2 separate regions of the Mus musculus genome follow, and region 2 is linked to region 1. The links are chromatin contacts, called in public HiChIP or PLAC-seq maps. All regions are on one chromosome and are shown on one strand. The core of a region is the stretch at or near the end of the contact, and the rest is flanking DNA. Distances in the headings are between cores, read along the strand shown. Region 1 overlaps Pkib (protein kinase inhibitor beta, cAMP dependent, testis specific). Region 2 holds the start of Smpdl3a (sphingomyelin phosphodiesterase, acid-like 3A).

Region 1 (3,782 bases), core at 696-3,195:
AGCACAGTAAGAGAAGGCCTCTTTTAGGGCACTTTCAGATGACCACGAAGCTCCTGAGAACATGTGGGGCACCACAGGAATTATTACATGCCGTGAGCAAGAGCTGTGTTCCTAATTCCAGATCAGCATGTGTGCATACTCTCATTTTTTTATTATCATTTTCATAGTGGAAATCAATTGTCTATGAAAAGCTTTCCTTCAACTACTATGAGAAGGCTGGCTTGGTTTCCTCAGGCCAGAGTTTGCTATGTCATAAACACCAAAGAGGATCAAACCCATTCTTTGGTGGACACTGGGCACATTTTGCGTTCTGAGGTAATTTGTCAGAAAATTTAAACCTGTGCTTTCCCTCCGAGGAAAAAAGCCCTGCTTTTTTCGGGGGTGCGGGGGGCTCTGTTGCCACCAAAGGCCAGGTGAACTTTCCTGGTCTGGGATTGAACCCAGGCACATATCTGAGGGCTGTGCAGAACTGGCCCCATCCTTTTCCTGGACATCCATGGGAGAGCTAGCCCTGAAGGCATGGGAGTATGAGAGATGTTCCTGTTCCTCACAACTACACTAGGGAGAGTGGGCCTTGTTCCTCACCTGAGCTGCACAGTAGAGTTGACCCTAGTGATGGGGGTGCCAGCGAGCTGGCCCCAAGGGTATGAATGTAGGAGAGCTGGCACCAACGGTGTGAGTCAAGGAGAGCTGGACCAATAACTTTTCTGCCTTGAGGCAACATGGGCTAGAAAGAGATACTCTCCCCAACCCTAAGTCTTTGTCCCTTATGACTAGTGACTGGTGGGAGAGCTGGCCGTGGAGTCATGAGAAAAGAAGAGCAGAGTGGGCCCTGCTCCTCACCTGCTGCAGCACTTGGGAGAGCGGGCTCTGCACCTCATCAGGGCATCACAGAAGAGCTGGTGCCAGACATGGGGATTATAGGTGATCAGGCCCAAGGGGGTGAAGACAGGAGAGCTGGTCCTGCCTCTTGTCTTCTTGTGGTGCATGGATGAGGGAGAGATGTCCCTCACCACCTATGAGAGGTAGTTTCAGTGAACATTTGCAAGCAAAGTAGTATGGACAAAAGGGTATACTGTGGGACACACTGCGACACAGTAGAGCTTCTACAAGATGTCTTTTTCCTCTGTTGGCGGGGAAGGGTGCAAGGTTGGAGGGTGAGTATAAAGGGAGGGACAGATGAGTGGGATTGGGGTACATGATGTGAAATTCATAAAGAACCAGTAAAAAGTAAAAAAAAAAAAAAAAAAAAAAAACCAACCCTGAACACACACACACACACACACACACACACAGAGCAAGGCCTTGCTAGCACATGACCTTGCTACCTACTCAGCAAATTCAGCAAATTCCTTCTGCCATCACAACTTCTGAGTTACAGCTCAATATCAATTTTTAGGAAGACTTAGAAAAAAAAATCTTAGTTGAAAGACAGTGAGTTTAGATTTTTTTCAGGATATATAATAACTGCTACCTCCTATACAACAAATGGTTTCTGAAGAGTTGTCAGAGAAGCATTACTACTAAGGACTACTGTAAGTCATTCCTATGACTAGCAATGAACTGTGTCCACTCAAAGGCAAGCAAAACTGTGTCTAGCATAAACCTGAGCATACTGAAACCTATCTGAATCAGCACAAATGACGTCACAACTGTGGAGGGGAAAGCCTCAGACATAAAATAGGGTTTATTTCTAAAGAATAAGGAAACGTGCTTTGTTTATTCCCCACAATTACAGTGATTTGGTTTCAGCTCAAATAAGTACCACAAACAAATACTCTGGGAGTGGCCACTCCAGTCTGTCGCATTGGTTGCCAAACCCCGGGTTGGCTGATTCTTTCATAGAAAAAGCAGAACAAAAAATGTTCAGGCCTACTACACCCTCAAGCGTTCAAGTGTTGCTTTGGGATCCGGGGTTATTTATAGCAATCTGGTTCACAGAAGTACTTCCTGCCCTATTCAGCAAATGCTCACGTGGGCATCTTAGAGCCAAGGCACAGACACTGCTATTGTGCCACCCGAGATCAGCTCTCCAAGCCTGTAGCGGTTTTGATGTAGCCATTGGTCTTTGAGGTGACCCTTTTTACTTCTGAATAGCACATTTTTTAATGTGTACATTCTATCTATAGATTCTGTGATGAGGACAGATTCATCAGAGATGACTGATGTGGAATCTGTGATCACCAGCTTTGCGTCCTCAGCAAGGGCAGGCCGCCGCAATGCCTTACCCGACATCCAGAGTTCACTGGCTACAAGTGGATCCTCTGATCTTCCACTGAAACTGGAAGCGTTGGCCGTGAAGGAAGGTAAAACTCCTAATTCCTGGAAATAAAACCCTCGCTTTGTCTCTCTTTTTCAATCTTTTTCTCTGGAGCAGCCTTTTAACTAGTTATAGCCGATCGCTTTTCTTCTTGACCAAAAGCTCTCAGGTTCAAGTGCATTTCTATGCCTTTCTGAAACTAGGCAATTTCATGTCCTAAGGGTGAACATAAAAATTGGTGCTCTGTCTATTGGATGTGCATGATCACATGATAGGATTCTAGGTTCCACCTCCAGTACAGAATTAATTAGGTGGCCATGACTATTAATCCTTGCATTGGATCTGAGTACTGAGACTCATAATAGCTCATTACCTGTCTCAATCTGCCAGTTATAGTTTGAGAACCTAATACAGAAGCTAGTGCCCTCTGTATCTTCTAACATTACAAGAGGCAGTGGGAGGCGATCCCAGTCACAAGGTATCCTTTCTTACTTCTATCATTGCTATGTTGCCTACCATTCAATTTCATGACTGCTAAATGCAAAGAACTCCAGTGATGAGTAGGGCAGATGTAAACTCCTACTGTCACAGATTTTTATAGTACAACAAGAGTGCTAGATTTTTAATGAATAAATATATAGTCTAAGAATGCTATGCTTTATCAGAAAACTGGAATGGGTGCTTTGTAGAAAGTTCATCAGTGACTACAGTACAGTAGAAATCAGAGCACCCATCACTGAAATCAGAATAACTTGTAAGGCAGAGGCAGGAGGATTGCTATTAGATGGTTGCTACCCTGGAATACACAGTGTAACATATATTTTATTCTCCTGTATAATTGTCATCTGGGATGCTTACTGTCTCAGTCTGCTAACCTAGGCCTAGTCCTGGAAGTTTCTAGCCTCTGTACAATCTTATCTAGAATGTTTTCAGCCTCTGAGACTTACTGCTGAATAAGCTTACCCTTTCTAGTTCTTTTTGAGCTCTGGCTGGTTCAACTCAACTGTTCAGGCTCAAACTCCTCTCCTAGTCTGGCTTCTCTTGTTTTCTCCAGAATTGCTGTTTGGACTGAAACTAACTCTAGCAATCTTTTTTAGCCTTCTCCATCCTTCTCATTCTCTTGCTCATTCTGTCTTTACCTGTGTCCAGCTTGTTCTTTCTTCAATTTGTCTCTGTAAAACTATCCTGGTAAAATTAGCCTCCTTTTCCCTCTCTGTGCTGCTCTACTCTCCCTCTCAACTGTACTGTACAGCTCTCCAGGAACTCTACTGTATTCCTGCTCTGTACTCCCTTCCTCCTGTACTGTCCGTCTCTCCCTTAAGTTGCTTCCTTTTCCTTCCTCTTCTCCTGAGAGTTGGGCATATTCTATTCTGTCAAATCTTTCTCTGATTCATCACTTTGTCTGCTACTCAATTAGACATCACATTCAAATGTGGGTGCTTGCTTTCTTTATGAAGTAACTTTACCTTCATTGCTTAGAATTAAATGTGTGTACTAAGGGGCATACATGTACTTCAGCCAG
Region 2 (3,782 bases), core at 418-2,917, 67 kb after region 1:
TTCTCTTTAAAAGACTTGCTCTGAATAAGCTTACATCCCGAACACTTGAACATAGTTCCAGCCAGCTGGCTTGCAATCGGCTCTCAACTGTGTCTGAATGATCATCTCTGGTTGGATCACAGTTATAATGAGCAAAACTGGTATTCTGATCATTAGTTCACTTTCTTTTAAAATGTTCAAGCTCTTGCTATCTTGCTGATCCATTTCTGCATTTCAAGCTCACCACCATTTCCCGGCTTTACTTTCCCTGTACTCTTTAGACTGTAGACTGAGAAATTGCAGAAGTGACCATGTCTGTTGCAGGGAAGCATGCATGGTTCTTGAACTGCTCTGAATCACCCCAATGATGTAGCAAAACTTGGAGGAGTCTACCAGGATCTGAAAGGAAACTTAGTGTCCATTAAAAAAAATTTATTCACAAGATATAATGTCTAAATCATGCAGATATAAAACAAAGTTTTTTTCCTCTGATGGAAAATAAATATATTTGTAAAATATAATGGTAAAAGTACCTAAAGAAAATACAAAAATAATGTATCCTAAGCCAAATATGTGTGATCCTAGGCTAAGAACACAGATCCTGGTTTCTCTAAATGACTGTTTCAACATGGAATAGGTTACAGAAACTTACAGTTATAGAACAAAGAAAATAATAAATCAATACACTTACCAGATATGTTCCTATTACAAAGAATGTAAATCTAAGTAGGTAAACTATAAAGTTTCAATGTAGTATTCTTAATTCTATAGTTGGAGGATATTGAAAAACCATTTAAGCTTAGTGACAGAGATACTCTTTTAATCATGAAAATGGTATGCTAGATACACAAATTAAGGCATTTGAGTATTAAAGAGGCCATGGTATCCCAAGACAATGTGGGTGTCCACCTAAAACACCCATCTTCCCATAATAAGTACCTTGAACTCAGCTAAAGCATAGTATTTTGTCAGGACCTTTTAACACAGCACGGCTTCCTCAAGACGCCACAGCTCACATCTTTTATGAGGTCAGCATCTCTCAAAGGTTTGCTCTTCTCCAAAGACACCCTACGTTTTATAAATTAAAGTTGTTGGCTATATTATAAAGAGAGCGCATTCTCATAAATTCCTAGAGAGAGAACAAAGAATACATATTACACACAGTCTGTGGGTTTTGGTGTCTTTGCCAATACTTATAAAACTTTTGGAATAGAAAAATCAACAGTCTCTATTTGTATTTACCAGGTAGGTTGCATGAGGACGTGCTTAACTCAGTTGTGGAAAGGAAAACGTTCAGCCTGGTGAACCTGGGACATAGTTTGCCGACTCCACCTATCTATCACCTTGGAGTACTATGAAGCCACACATGGCCAGCCCAGCTAATCTGTTCATTTATCAGCGGTGGCCTGAGGCTTGGGAGTTTACATTTCTGTCATAAATCCCAGGTAGCGAAACCATTGAGGAAATCCAAACCCATTCTTGTACTCGTTTGTCTTAACTATGATTCAGGGTTCTCCTGCCTTTTCAAGTACCTCTGCTAAATGGCCCTGTCAGGTAGGCGCTCCTGGGGTTCAGGGAAGGAAACAATACGGGGTTGGAGCAAGAACATTGTTTCCCATTGACCTAAGAAATTAAGGAAGCATATTAAAATAAAGGAGTCCAGAAGGTCAGAAGAACTCGTGCTCAGGGGAATCTAATATTACACGTGATCTGCTTGCTGGGCGTCAACACAAGGAAAGGCTCTGGCTTCCTCTCCACCCCTAGGGCCTGCGGGTCTCAGCGGCGCCCAAGCTCCAGTCTAGCGTCCTGGGGCAGTGGCCTCCACCATGGCGTTGCTGGGCAACTTCCTTTGCTGCCTACTGGTTGCCTGGCTCTGCGGCCCGGGGCTCGGGGTGCCCCTGGCGCCGGCGGATCGCGCCCCAGCTGTGGGTGAGTGGACCGATCGGGACTGCACAGGACGGTGGAGGGGGTCGGCGAAGTCATGAAGGTGCCGGGTGCGTAGGCAGCGGGGCACAGGACGCCGCCACACTGGTCACTGTGGCCAAAGGCCAGACAGCAAGGTCACTGGGTCTGAGTCATGGTGGGGGCGCCCCGTGGGCGCCAGTATGGAGCCGAGCCGCCTGCTGGGCGTTTGTTTACATCCCGGGTCTGGGTGGTTTAGTTCCCAGGGGAGGAAAGTCTGAAGCTGTTGTCTGGTGGGAAATGCCGCTCAGAATTGGCTGTGGGCATTCCCGGAGTCACCTAGTCTGCCCAGAGCAGAGGAGGACCTACAGGGTCCCTACACCTGGATGTAGCTTCAGTCCTATTCTGTTCTGCTCAGTGACGTCGGAGCCTAATTCTGCCTCTTCAGGTCTCCGAGGCGTCTGGTCTCTTTCGTTCTTAACATAAAACCCCTGAGCCCTTCCGCAGCCCTTGGTGCACTTGGGGTCTTGCGTTTGTGGTGTGTTCTGTTTACCGGGAGCCTATTACTCTGTTTCTGCAATCTTGGCCTGCCCTGCCCTGCCCTGCCCCCTCAGTCTCCTTCCACCCAGCAGTAGCAGCTGCCAAACTTGGTGGGAAAAAAAAAAATCGGTAAGTTAAGCCCCACTCCAAAATTACTGGATCCAGACCGGTGGGAATGGATTCCTGGGCACAGTTTAACACTCTTCATCCCTCTCAAATTAGAAAATCCCCGTCCAGACTGAATGTTTAGTAAGACTGTAGGTTGCCTTCTGGGTTTTAAAACTTAAGGTGACGCTCCCCTCCCCCATCTCCCTAGCTCCGTTTAAAAATAATTGCTCTAGTTGGGGGGTTTGTTTTGATTTGCAGAGAGAGCTATCCTTGAGACTTTCACCTGTGCTCAGAACTGAAACTCTCCTGCTGTCTGCCTCCTCTCCATGCCTGCCTCTGATCTGCACAGGACTTCCCTGAATGGGGTCCAGGGAATCCCTTCTCCTTGCTTATGAGTGAAGTACACCTGACTTAGCTGTCAAGCTTTTGCAAGCCACAGCTGTATGTCCGGTTTGTCAACTCTGGCAAATAACACCTGTAACAGAAATAGCCCCCAGAATGTGTACATATGTGGCTGCCTCGTGTTTTTATATTGCTGGAATTGTGCTATTTTAAATTTGTGACTGCTCCGGATTTTGACCTGGAAATGTCTCAGGCTGCACCACAGGTAAATTCGCCTTTGGTTTTAATGAATTAATTGCTGAAAGAAGTCATAAAACTTTGCCCGTGATCATGTGACTCTCCTTCTGATACCTTCCTGTTTTGGTAGCGGGAGGGAGAGAGAATAACCAGACCTGTTGACTCTGGTTTCACATTGCATGGATTATTTTACCTGCTTTCCACTTGACTAGAAGGCCTCTCTCCCCCTGGCCCCTTTGCACTTCCCTCCACAACTTCCACCCAGCCTGGCCTCTGCTTGTTTCCTAACTGTGTTTAAGTTCCCAGTCTTAGTTTTCCCCCTTGCCAAGTCCATGTGACTAGAGGACCACCACCCTGGGTGTTTGGCTTCATTTTTAAAAGATTTAGTAGGCTGTCACCTGCTGGTGTACTTAGCACACAGCAACTGACTTTATAAACAGATCAACCAACGCCCACTTAAACGACTACATACAATTGTCCATATAATTATGGTTCATTGGGTTTGCTGGGACAAATTATTAAGCATTCTTTGACTGAATTTTTTTTTCTGAAAATTTTGAGTATCTCTTTAAATAAATTTGAGCACTTATGTAGACTGTGTAACACACATATCTTGAAAAAATATTTGAAAAGTTTATCTGGGGGATAAGAAAGAAATTTTGGTAAAGGACTTT

What was found. HiChIP or PLAC-seq counts read pairs in DNA pulled down with a chosen protein or histone mark.
Region 2: an H3K4me3 HiChIP or PLAC-seq map of bone marrow-derived macrophages shows a contact between it and region 1, with 2.3 times the contacts expected there. The contact joins the promoter of Smpdl3a here to the enhancer-like site in region 1. A contact is called at or near these places in 6 of 39 promoter capture datasets (3T3-L1-derived adipocytes, embryonic stem cells, liver and 3 more), 6 of 484 Hi-C or Micro-C datasets (Kupffer cells, LSK cells, bone marrow-derived macrophages and 2 more), 3 of 115 datasets of contacts at active chromatin or transcription factors (bone marrow-derived macrophages, embryonic stem cells and thymic regulatory T cells) and 5 of 9 other capture datasets (adipose tissue, embryonic stem cells, liver and 2 more).

The regions. Positions count from the first base shown.
Region 1 is chr10:57,725,961-57,729,742 of GRCm38.p6, forward strand. Pkib (protein kinase inhibitor beta, cAMP dependent, testis specific) reads left to right here. Exons shown (of 5, transcript NM_001039051.2): 4 at 2,130-2,306. The coding sequence starts at 2,138. Among named protein-coding and RNA genes, the nearest start is that of Fabp7, 57 kb to the right of the region's middle. Within about 2 kb of position 1,946, at least 95 of the 459 cell types and tissues checked have an H3K27ac peak or open chromatin away from gene starts, as enhancers often do. A contact at or near this core is called in Kupffer cells, bone marrow-derived macrophages, macrophages and 2 more, where this site is marked.
Region 2 is chr10:57,792,877-57,796,658 of GRCm38.p6, forward strand. Smpdl3a (sphingomyelin phosphodiesterase, acid-like 3A) reads left to right here and starts at 1,668. Exons shown (of 8, transcript NM_020561.2): 1 at 1,668-1,908. The coding sequence starts at 1,806.